2 separate regions of the Anas platyrhynchos genome follow, and region 1 is linked to region 2. Evidence: chromatin contacts called from public Hi-C data. All regions are on one chromosome and are shown on one strand. Each heading gives the region's core, a stretch centred on a gene start, on an enhancer-like site or on the middle of the called end of the contact. The rest is flanking DNA. Distances are from core to core; before and after follow the strand shown.

The links. Hi-C and Micro-C count contacts between places; a contact is called where the count stands out from the background.
Region 1: a Hi-C map of liver shows a contact between it and region 2, with 1.7 times the contacts expected there. The contact joins two enhancer-like sites. A contact is called at or near these places in 3 of 8 Hi-C or Micro-C datasets (F5 follicle, liver and small yellow follicle).

The regions. Positions count from the first base shown.
Region 1 is chr29:2,906,806-2,912,856 of IASCAAS_PekinDuck_T2T, forward strand. All of the region lies in intron 5 of KDM4B (lysine demethylase 4B), which reads right to left. Among named protein-coding and RNA genes, the nearest start is that of KDM4B, 25 kb to the right of the region's middle. Within about 2 kb of position 1,931, at least 2 of the 8 cell types and tissues checked have an H3K27ac peak or open chromatin away from gene starts, as enhancers often do.
Region 2 is chr29:2,860,641-2,866,496 of IASCAAS_PekinDuck_T2T, forward strand. It overlaps KDM4B (lysine demethylase 4B), which reads right to left. Exons shown (of 23, transcript XM_027471888.3): 13 at 5,423-5,540; 14 at 2,030-2,208; 15 at 640-862. Among named protein-coding and RNA genes, the nearest start is that of KDM4B, 71 kb to the right of the region's middle. Within about 2 kb of position 3,626, at least 4 of the 8 cell types and tissues checked have an H3K27ac peak or open chromatin away from gene starts, as enhancers often do.

The DNA.
Region 1 (6,051 bases), core at 681-3,180, 44 kb after region 2:
TTCCACATGCACAAAATAAACCCACAGTCTGCTTCTGCATGCAGTGAATGAGCTGTATGAAGGGGGTATTTTACTAAGAAAAGGTGTTTGGGGGAAAACATTATGAAATCATTTATTCATTCAGTTTGGCCAAGAAGATAATTAGTATACAATTCAACAGAGATGAATGACTATAATATGCATCCTCTTACCATTCGCTGTTATTTGTTTTGAAGAACCTGTTCACATCACATTTATTTCCCTAAACTGGTAATCAGATTATTAATTACTGGTTCCTTTCATAATGGAAACTGTACCAACACAAAAAGAAGCAAAGATTGTGCTTCAAAGCCCTTACACGGTAAAAAGGCCTCAGCACAACTCAAGAAACCTGGAGAAAAAGAGGTAACCAGGGGAGATCACAGATGTTTTATCTTGTGCCAACTGGCTTGTGAGAGCTGCCTCCTTCACTGGGCACCAGCACATGTTTGCTCCTGCTCGCTGCTTTTGGAGAAGAATACAGATAGCTTCCTACAGCAGACCAAAAGAAATCTGTTGGTTAGTAATGAAAGGTATCTTTGAAACCCCTTGTGCTAGAGATGCAATGCCACTACACACATTTCCTTTTGGAGGAAGAAAACATTCCAAAGATGTAATGATCCTCAGCCACCAAACGAGGTTGTTACAAGCCACAGCAACGCCTTTGAAGCCAGTGCCTGTGCTCCACCAGCATCAGAACTAGGAGTGCTGGAGCTAAGGTCTGATAAAGATCAGTGACACAGCTCGTAAAGGTTCCTGTGTTTCGTCTGCTCAATCCCCCTTGCCACGTCAGTTGTCCAGTTAGAAATGAAGTGGCTAGAAACCCAGCACAGACGTTACTTAGAACATTAACTAGTTAACAATCACACAGCACTCCAACGACGCAGAGTGCTATTTAAGTACTGCCATTACGATAGGCTTCTGTTATTTTAAACTACACTTGTACTGCACTTGGCGTCACCCAATGTCAATTTTCTCTCCTGAGCAAAGAAAAAAATCCCTGCTGATTTCTGCCAATGTGTTAACAAAACACGAATACAGACAAAGCTCTGCAGTGCCACTGTTAGTTCCTTCTCTGAACCAAGCCGCTTCAGGGCCACGCCAAGCTGGAATTTGCAAGCTCGTTCTCCCCCAGGGCCCAAGTCAGATCATGCTGAAAGAGCTCTGTGAAGCATGGAAGCACATCTCCCTCCCATCTTGTCTCAGTGGCAGAGTGCACCGTTCAAAAGGCTCAGTTATTAAAACCAATCTGTGATCCTGTCAGACTTCCATAGATCTTCATTTCAAATCAGGCCTGAGCTTTGAGCAGACACTTTCAAAACGCAAGAATGAGTTTCAGCAAGAGCCTTCTTGGATCAAAGGCACGCTTCTTTCAATCCAGACTGGGACTACTGAGCTGTGATGAATTATTAGTGCTGGCGGAAGCGGCAGCACACGCATTAAATGCTGGAGTAGGAGCCCACTTGAAGACACCACTATAAAAATAAGAATGAGATCACAAAGCAGCATTACCACCTCTCAAGATCATTACGGAAGAGCACAAAGATGAGCCATGGATTAGAAGGATCCTCACTTTGCTAGGCTCAGAACAACCACTAGCAGGCAAACCCCAACTTGTAGGAGTTTTTAAATTTTGTTTTTAATTTCAAGAAACTAAACGCACACAATAGAGATGGGTGCAAAATGCATACACTGAAAAATCAAATGGTATCAGAGTGTGCACTAATACTGTATCTTCTGCAGGGGATGTAGGCAAGAATAAGAATAGTAAAAAGAGCAGAGGACATCAGCTGGGAGGAGAAGAAGAAAAAGCACTGATGTGACAGAGCTGAGAGGAAGGAGCAGAGCGAATGGATACCAACAGCCAGCCGGCTGGCTGAGGTCACTTCACCCATTCCTACAGAGCAACAGCCCCTCCTCAGAGGGTTTACACAGCTGATCCCATCAGTCTGAGTCTGCTGTGGCCTTCACAATATTTTCTGTGTTAGATGAGAGTGAGTGCAGAAAGGCAATGTGCAAGTCCTACCTGCCCAGAATACCACTCCTCCCCTGCATCATGAAAAGTTATCTTCTAATAATCGATCTACAACAGCATAACACCACAATAAAACTCCAAGCCCATTAGAAAGAAAAATCCTGTTCCAACTGCAGGCACCTGATTTGGAAGATAACCCCCATCACACATCCCTGGGCTCCTAGTGCTTCGTACAGTTTGGTTTGGTGACTTAACTACATTAAAAACACTCCAGTCCCCACCACACGCCGATCCCTCGGACTTGTAAAGCAGCCTACCAAGCAGCACCGGCCCCTTTTTCGTTAGGGTTACATCATCCTTCAGGCACAGCACCACCTCCAGGACTAACAGCGCCCTCAGCCCTAGGGGAGCCCGGGGGAAGGCTCGTTTGAATATCAGCAGCGTAGTGAGGTTTGTATTGATTAACTAATGACTGCGGTATATGAGGCTTGAAAGGCTGTATTAATAACTCACTGCTGCACTGCTCTCATTTATCAGTGAATTACAGGGGGATGCAACTCTGCATCTCAATATATCACTCCTTTCATGAATCTCGGAGCAAAATCAACATGCACACAAATTCTCAATGCAGAAACCCAAAGCGTTCACCTAGCAGTTGTGGAAGATGTAGCAGAGTGAAAAGCTGCTCTGCCTGGTCATACTTTATCTCCCTTTCCTTTGATTTCTTTTAATGAATATCAGTGTTCCTTCCTCTATCCCTTTTATCAACAGAAAAGGGTCTTGCTTTGCCAAATCTGCCAGAGAGTAAATGGTGTTGCAGTTAATCTATAAATCAACCATCACCATAAATTCTACTTTTTCAATCCAAAACTGCAAAGCTGTAAAACAGATTACATGGGATAGCAGAGGCTGGAAGGAAATTTGTGAGCTGCAAGGAGCCCCTTGCTGCCAAATGGCCTTCCTCTGCCTCTCCTTTCTCCCCCATTCCACCCCAACAAGCCGATAAATCTCTACTGTCACGGAGTGGAACGCACAAACAGCAAACGTGCACACCCATTTAAAAACAAGCCAGCCTCGTACGCTACCCAAGGAAGGCTGAAGACCTTGGAGATCAAGGGAGGTGAGGGAGAAAGAAGGCTGCAGAACGTTCTGAATTCCCTAAAGCCAAGAAATGGGGCAAGGAAAACTCAGAAAATAAAAATAAAAATCTCTGTATGGAGAGGGGAAAAAAAAAAAAAAAAGCCACCGTACCAATTCAACCAATTCAGAGTCCTCAGCTGCCTTAAGTGCAAAATGCCTCTGTGATTCCTGCTAATCTGCCTTTAAGAAACTCACAGGATCTCCAGGGTGCGAGGGTTACTGAGATCCCAATAATCCAGACTTCTAATCACATCTGATCAATTCAGTGATTCAACCGCCCTGTGCAATGGCTCCCTGAGGGACTGTAATAGAAGGCAATAAATGATGCAAGGGACAAGTGCCCTTCCCCCTGCTGCCATACAATTCGGTATCAAAAACTCAGTCCAGCTGCTTTAAATGGGATTACATGAAGCCCACAACAAACTGCAACATATGTGAGCGCGTGTTAAAGCAGGAGGATGGTGGAGAACACCACACAGGGGAAACAGGGACAAGGACCCCGTGTCCTGCATCGAAAAGAAAGAGAGAACCTGGAAGAGTGGAGCTCTGTGCCTGCATTAGGTCATTTTATTTCCCCAAGACAGTTTTCCAGGGATCAACGTTTTCTGTCCTGGAGGGAGGACAGGACAGGAATTTTGACTACAACAGCTGCAGTGCTCCCTAAGACAATAATGAAAAATAAAATCAGCAGTAAGATGCTCAGCACTTGCATATCTGCAGCTGCTTTAGTACATGCTATCAGCCAAGAATAAAGAGGGCTGGCTCCTTGTACAATCCACTCTCAGGGGAACAAACACGTTCTGCTTTAGATCTCCCCCATTATATCACTCTTAGAAAGTGTGCTATTTCCATGTTGTTGGTGGCATCAGTAAGAGATACTACGAATTTATTAAAAAGCAGATGCTACAAACAAGCCCTCCCCTGGACTCGTTTTCATTTTCCTCAGTTCCAACAGAAAGACTTGGCCTGCACAGACATCATGGCTAGAGAACAGGAAGAAAGAAGGTCAAAATCCTAAAATACTGTAACCAAAGTTTTCAGGTAATTCTACATACTTTCAAGGAAGCAGTGTTGAGACCTTTACAACACAGAATTCTAGAGTGGTTTTTAAAAATGTAATTCTATCAGTGACCAATGCTTTCAACTAATCACATTATTTTAAAATTCCTTGGGTAATTTGTCCTTAATTCCACATAAACTGCTGTTCTGGCAAAAGTGTACTATGTGATATCAAAGTCAAACAGATTAGGCATGATCCACTTTCAACAAGGGAACGTTTTAGAAAGGAGACCATACAACTTAAAAGCTAAAGCTGGCTCCCTCTCTTAATTAAAGGGGGATTAAACATCCATCATGATAAGGAAACAGAGACATTTTATAGAAATTGATTACCATCCTCAGTGTCACTCTGGTTTAACACCTGCAGTTTCTGAGAGACAGATTGCAGTATAACATCCCACTAATACTTACAAAAAAATGTATCAAAAATTGTTGCAATATGGCAAGATCAGTCACAAAAATCGGAGAAAAATGACCTTATTACCCGGTCAGCTGTCATCGTGTTGACAAAACAAGATGGAGACGGTACTAAGTGTATTCAACCAAGTTCACATGGAGATCACAGGCATTTCCAGTTTCCTTGGGTACTTCCTTACTACTGCAAGCCCTGCAAAGATTGGCATTGCATTGGCTTCTCAGGGCCAAGGGACATGAAAGGTCTCAGCACCACTGTGTCCAAGAAGAGAGCTTTTCTGAGGCTCAAATGAAACCAGTTGAGGCTGCACTGCTCACCACTCTGTAAGGTGAGAAGTGCTGGTTGGTGCTGCTTTGGCAGCATTAGACCATGGGGCTTATTTTGTTACCCTAAATCTGTGTGATTACTACTGCTGCAGCAATTCAGAAGTGTAAAACAATAACCCTCATCTAACACAGGAAGAGAACCTCCATCACTGATACGCAAGACCACAACGCACATCTATGCACTCACACATTTTTGTAGAGATGGGATGGAATAAAATGAAATGATGGTGGAGTATCTCAGTGTTTAAAAATACGCTTTTGAAACAGCAAGGGCTGAGACGCATGCATTCCTCAATAAAATGCCATAATAACCATGAAGTATTATACTTGGCATGCAGTTTTGTTGCTTCTGTCACTATAAAAAATCAGTCCTCTCTTAGCGTCATTTGACAATATGCTCTATTTTAGATCTCAGCATATGAATGTACAAGGTAATTATACATAATATGTATAATTGATACAGTAAAAACTCCTACCACAAGAGGTTTAATATAGGGCTGCAAAATGAAATACATTCAAACTTTTGGAAAAAAAATGAAGACGGACTATGAAAAGGTTGTAATTAAACTACTAATGTGAGAGGGCCATTTTATTATAATTTGAGAAACAAGCAAGCAAGAGACTCAATCTGGCAGCTCCCTGCCTGAGAAGCTTAAAATGAAGTTTCCCAACAAATTCATGGCACATTTGATGGATAGTGCCCACACCTTCCATATTACCTCTTCAGTCTAATCTGACTTATCTTCTAGTTAAATCAACGGAAGTGTGACTACAATGTAGACCAGATACACTTGAGGAACAGAGCATCAAAAAGGTGATCAACTTCAATAATAGGCAAGCAGAATCCTACAGGGCCAGTATAGGTATCTTCACAGAAGCAATCATACTGGTTCAAGACAAATGGTGTTCATTCTTCTTGGTATAAGACAAAACTTAAGAAATAAATTAATTTCAATCTACAAGCACAGATGAATCATTTAATGATACTGGAAGCAGGGAAAAAAAACCTGTCTTCCATTACCCCTTTTCCTCTCCCCCATCACTGCTGCAGTACTTCACTTAGCACCGAACAACATTTTAAGCTGCATCCCCAAGAACACAACGCTGTGCAGAGAACT
Region 2 (5,856 bases), core at 2,376-4,875:
TAAGATTTCCCATCTGTCAAGATGAAACAGCTGAACAGTAATTTGTCACATCTCCTGGTACAAGTGCAAATGTTAACTAGATGTCATACAATCTACAATGAAGGTACACTCTACAAGGATTAATCAGATCTTCTTTTAGACATAACTACTAGGGAAACAAACAGACATATGTTCCTTTTTGTTAATCAAGTGTCAATCCTACAAATAGCAGAACAGGCACTAATAAAAATATATCTCAGCAACTACTCTATCTCTGATGTACACAAGAACAAGACAACCTAACCAACCTTACCTTACCCAAGGCCGATATAGGAACAAGCAAAAAGAGTGCAATCAGCTTTGTGATTTCTGCTTTAGTGCAAAAAAATAAAAGACGACAAAATGAGGGATCTTTTATGTGAGGCATAGAAGAAGAATTGGCCAACAAAACAAATAGTAAAAAGTGCATTTGTGCATATTTTAAGAACAGTTACTGCCAAGATGACCTCGAATATACACATACTAGTACCAGAAAAGGAAGGAGCGGGAGTGACAGGAATAGTAAGCATGCCTAGGAGGTATTCAAATATAGGTGACACAAATACAAATTTGAGAGTTTCTGAATATCCAAAACAGTTTGGTGAAGAAGGAAACACTTACTAGCATGAACCTGCAGGCAGCATTTGGCACAGGATATCAAGGGACTGGTTCCATCTTCTCCAATATAGGAATTTGAAGGAAGGGGCTCTGTGTTTTCTCCACTTGAGGTAAAGCACATCTCTGGGATCAGAGGCTTGGTCTTTTGTCCGCACTTAGAAAGGTGGACGAAGGAGGTGGTCTCCCCTGCAGAGACTGGGGCAGCTTCCTTATCCACCTGTAAAGACTTAGAGAGAAAATTGCATCGTAAGAATCTCCTCTTCCCCGGTCACAGCTTTAACCTTAAAGTCAAAGCACTTCCCCTGCAAAAAAAGTCATCCCCTCCTGTCATCCAACACCTGACCCCATGCAGAACAAATAAGGAACTTTAGGATGTAACTTCTCATGCACACCTCCACCCCCACCCTTTTGCTCCTCTCCCTTCCTTAGGCCTGCATTTGGATTCATAATTTATTTTGAAAGCTGAAGGAAATATTAGAATAACAAGTTTTCCCTGTTTTTCTTCTGTAAAAATCTCAATTCCTAAATTGCAGCTAAAAATACCAAGGGGGAAAAATATATTAATAAAAGTAAGACGTCCTTCTCCTCCCCACGACACTCCCATCCTTTTGGCATTCTTCCCTATTCTTTCTGCAACAATTTCTCCAGAAGAACATTTCAAGGTTTCTGGTAGCAGAGCTGAGTTAAAAACAAAGGATTAAAACAGCCCAGCTATAGCCAGTTTTCCTCACAACCATTATATAACCAATCAGCAATCCTGAACACACATTTTATTTTTGGTCTGTATAATAAATTAAGAGATTTATAATTGGAGAATGAGGTGGGTTCTGCTTTTTTCAGAAAAAGCTTCCAACACATACATTTGAATACACTGCATGTATTCCTATCGGATACATATAGCCAGATTTGGCTCTAAAAACATGCAAAAATGACTCAATACGCAACTGGACAAATAAATAATTCACCTGATAAATTTTGCCTTTCGGCTCATAACATAACCCAAAGCGTATTAGTAGTTTCTAAAGAATGATGTATATGCTTGTTGAGCACATTCTCATTTTGATGCTTGTTTGCATACATTCAAAAGTCCAGGCACAGATCTAAACAAGAGTGATCACAGCCCAACGTGGCACTGCTTTGCTGCATGAAATACTGTTTGCAGTGCAAACCCATGTACATGTGATTTAAATAATTAAAGCTGAGAAAGCCAGAGAAGCCAGGACAGATAAAAAAGGCTAGACCCACTGCCTCTGCCAAATCCAAACACGCTTCTCTGACACAAATTTGTATGAGACTTCCCATTTTATTACAAAGGTCTGCATCATAACTTGTACAGTAGCTACCATTTAGCACCCAGCACTGATGCATCTATCAGAGAAGATTTGGAAATTACCTGGTTATATGGGTAGAAGAGGGTACAGACAGCACAGTATGGCTCACTCAGTGCAGCAGCTGCATTGAATTTTCGTTCAGCTGGGAAATTATGTGCTTTATTCTTCCACTGAAGGGAAAGTAAAGATTTCAAAGCCTCTGGGTCGCTCATATCTTCCTCCCCAGAAAATGGAAACGTTTCTAGAAAAAAAAAAAAATCCCCAAATGATGGACAGGCTTTAGGACAGGCAAAATGTAGTGGAAAGGTGGGATTAAAAAGCTTATGTTTCAACAACACCAGTTGAATCATTAAGAACAGTCAACCCATCCATGGTGCTTCACACGTGTCTCAAATACTTCTTTAAGTGGATATAATCTCCACTTAATGGGTAGGACAGACAAGGTGGAGACGCCAATGACCTGATGAAATCATCCATGAGGAAGAAGAAAGAGGATCTGTATTTATTGCCCTCCTAACTCTCCACTTCCCTAGCCCTAGAAACCTACAGCATCCTTTTAATGAGGCCAAGTTCAAGAAACATGATGCAAGTGCAAGGAAATCCCCCTGTCCTTTCCCCAGCTGGGAGCTGTGCTCTCTAACAGCCATGCATGCCATACATGCTAACCCCCTTCTCCCAGCTGTCAGCAGCAAGGCCATTTCAACCTTCACAAAGCGCCTCCTGTACCTGGTTCTGCAAACACCAATGCTGCCCAGGAGATGCACACGGTTCAAGTTTTCCTTTTACTTTTCTGCAGCTGCTTCACAGCAACTTCCACCGAGCGCACACCGCTAAGCCTTCAATTCACATTCATCACCACCTTTCCTTCTGCCAGAGCTCTGATCGGTACTGCTTGTGCTAATTAGCTTGCTAATTCTTTGTTTTTATAAAACCTTTAAAAGGCCCTTGGTATTTTATGATTAAACAACCACCGAACCCATTCGTGCCAGTCTGGGGGTCCAAGTTTCTTACCCGTCATTATTAAGGAATTTTGAGTCACTACAAGTGTTAAAGAAATTTGCTGTGCAAGTCTAAGCGTAAACTGCTCACTGCATCACCCATCTGCAAAGCACCCAAAAGAACAGCTTTGGCCAGGGGAACTCAAAACATCTTGGTGGAGCATCATCCCCAGAGCCCAGCACATCAAACAACATTGCTCACTGCTAATTACTGGAAATCCGCAGTTAATGCTCTCCTCTCAAAAAATCTAAGCCTCTTCTCCATTCCTACCTCCCCTTCTATATTTTCAAATTCTTATGCTGCTGAAAAAGATAGGAGGAACTTTCAGGAAAACACTTACAGCTAAGTTTACATCTGAGATTTTGAATGCTCCTTCCAAGTAATTTGAGACGTATTTGTCAGACAACGTGGGAAATTTGGTTGTTTGATCAATCCTTTTTTGAGATTATAAACAGTGTTTGTCTTTGCCACTCTAACATGATGATTCCTTTCTAAAATATCTTTGCTTTCTCACTGCAGTTTTATGTTGGACTAAAACTGGTATCCACGGGCTGACAAGAACTGCTAATAGCTCAGCCTTTTCCACAATGCTGCACAGCGTTCTGGTAGAAAGGGAAACAAAAAGGAACAGCCTTGCCAGTGGCTGAGCGAGGCGTCCCTTCCTAGTGGAAGATAATGCTTGTGCCACGCGCTGACTGCCAGTTCAGGCAGCATCAGCACACAGCTGGCTCTCTAACAGAACGGATTTACAAGGACACGTTTTATCACTGGTCACTTCAGCTAAACACGCTTACCAGTCCACATCTCGTGTAGGGTACAGCTGAAATTAAAAAGATCAGTGACCCTGGGTATGCAGATTGATACTACCACGATAGATTTTCAAAGCACAGCTCAACAGTCACCTCTTAAAGAAGTCAAGCACCTTTAAGGAATTTTTGAGACGTGAGCCAAAACCAAACCATGTGTTTCTCCAACTTTTAATCAAAGCGTATCAGGAGACGGGGAAGGATTTATGATACCAGTGAAATCAATGAAAGCTGATTGGAAACCAGCATCATAATCCATATTGAAAGGGTAAGAGTAAAAAGGAAATAACTCTTGTATGTGATCATCACCTTCATTCATCCCAGGATGGATTCCAGGTGAGCCACAGTATTCAGGATGGCTCCTGTGTCTCCAAAGCAACTTACACACAGGGAGAAAAGGTTTGCAGTTTGTCTCAATTGAATGTTAGTGTAGAATATTGCGTTCCCTTAATTTATATGCTCACTTTTCCTCACTGCAGCCTCCAGATCATCCTTATACATTAGCCCTGAAAAAGCACGGAGTGCAGAGAGCTGCTTCTATTCCCTTGCGGGGAAGAGAAGAATTTGTTTGATCAGATTTTGCCCAGCAGTGCTGTAAATCAGTCCCCAAGAAATGCCAGCTCTCACAGAAGCGGCTCCTGAGTCAGCCAGCTAAGTCCCCATACGCCATCCAACAAGTCAAAACAGTGAAAGGAATCTGTCTAATGAGGATCCTTCAGCACAGAGTTTGTTGCAAGGTACACCAAAACAAGATAACTAACTAGACTCAACTGCTTTTCTACACTTCGCTCCACATTACACATATGCAGGATATCAAATGCATCATCCCCAGCAAGGAGATGGAGGTACAGCATACCCTACTGCCACACCAGGCTTCTTTAAAATGTGTTCTCTGTCTTGTGTCCTTCTGAATGTAAAGCTTTAAGTTCCTTGAAAGCTGGGACTGGCACCTACACCTTCAAGTACCTGTGTGAAAAATCTTACTACGGAGTTTCTGTATTCTGAGTATTTTATAACGTAGGCAAGACCCAGAAGTGGTAAATTATACCACACTACAACACAAGTGAGAAGTAAGAGCCCTTTTTATTTTTTTCTCCTCCTTTTGCCCAGATACTATGGAATTTACAGTGACTGGAATTGTGGGAAAACAAAAATCAGTGTAAAGTTAAGCACTGAGAGACTTTCTACTTCTCTTTTCTAGATCTGTTATGAAAAGTTGGACCCCAACATTGACATGAATCAAAAAAACAACCAAAAAGTTAGAATTTACCATCCCTATACACATAATAGCAGACCTTATATCCACCTCCCTCTGAAGTGATCTCATATGAATGAAATAGCTAAGAAGCAGCTTTAACTTTGTTATTTACTATGAACTCTTACCTCCCTTTGCTCAAAATGTTGCCTCGTTCTGCAACCAGCAAAGTATTTTTCTTGATAGAAAAAAGGATGGGAGGTGAGAAGGGACTCCTCCTACAGATGTATTTGCTTCTAGCCGGGTTATCAGAACGGGAACATGCTGCATTTTCTACCATTTTCTAAGTATAACGCAAAAACTTTCAAGCCATCCAATTTTGTTAATCAGCTTCAGCAATTTTTCCACGTTAGACAAGACACACAAAGCAGTCTCCATGCTAGTGCAGCACTCACCCTCATCACTCGAGGTCTCCTGTTTAACAACTGACAACGGGGAGCGGGTTGGAGGTTTGCCCAGTGGATGACGACGACTTTTCTTTATCTCCATCTTCATTTTTGAAAAAGCAGCGGTCTGTAACAAACCAGAACGAGCTAGATGGGTACCCCAAAATCTATTGGCAAGCAAAGGAGACTACAGGACAACAGAAGTAGAATACTTGTCATAAAGAATTGCTGAATTTACACAGCCAACTTTTCATTGCCTTTTCGCTGAATCAATAAAGCCTCCCAAGCCAATTAGTGTAGTAGATAAAGCCAATTCTGTCTCCTAAGATGTCAGGTACAGGTAAACTGCAATGTTTTCTTCAAGCCAGAAGAGCTTCACAGCAGCTTCAAATCTGCCTCTTCCATTGCCTTATGAGAAGCCTGGGTCTACCACACAAACAGCT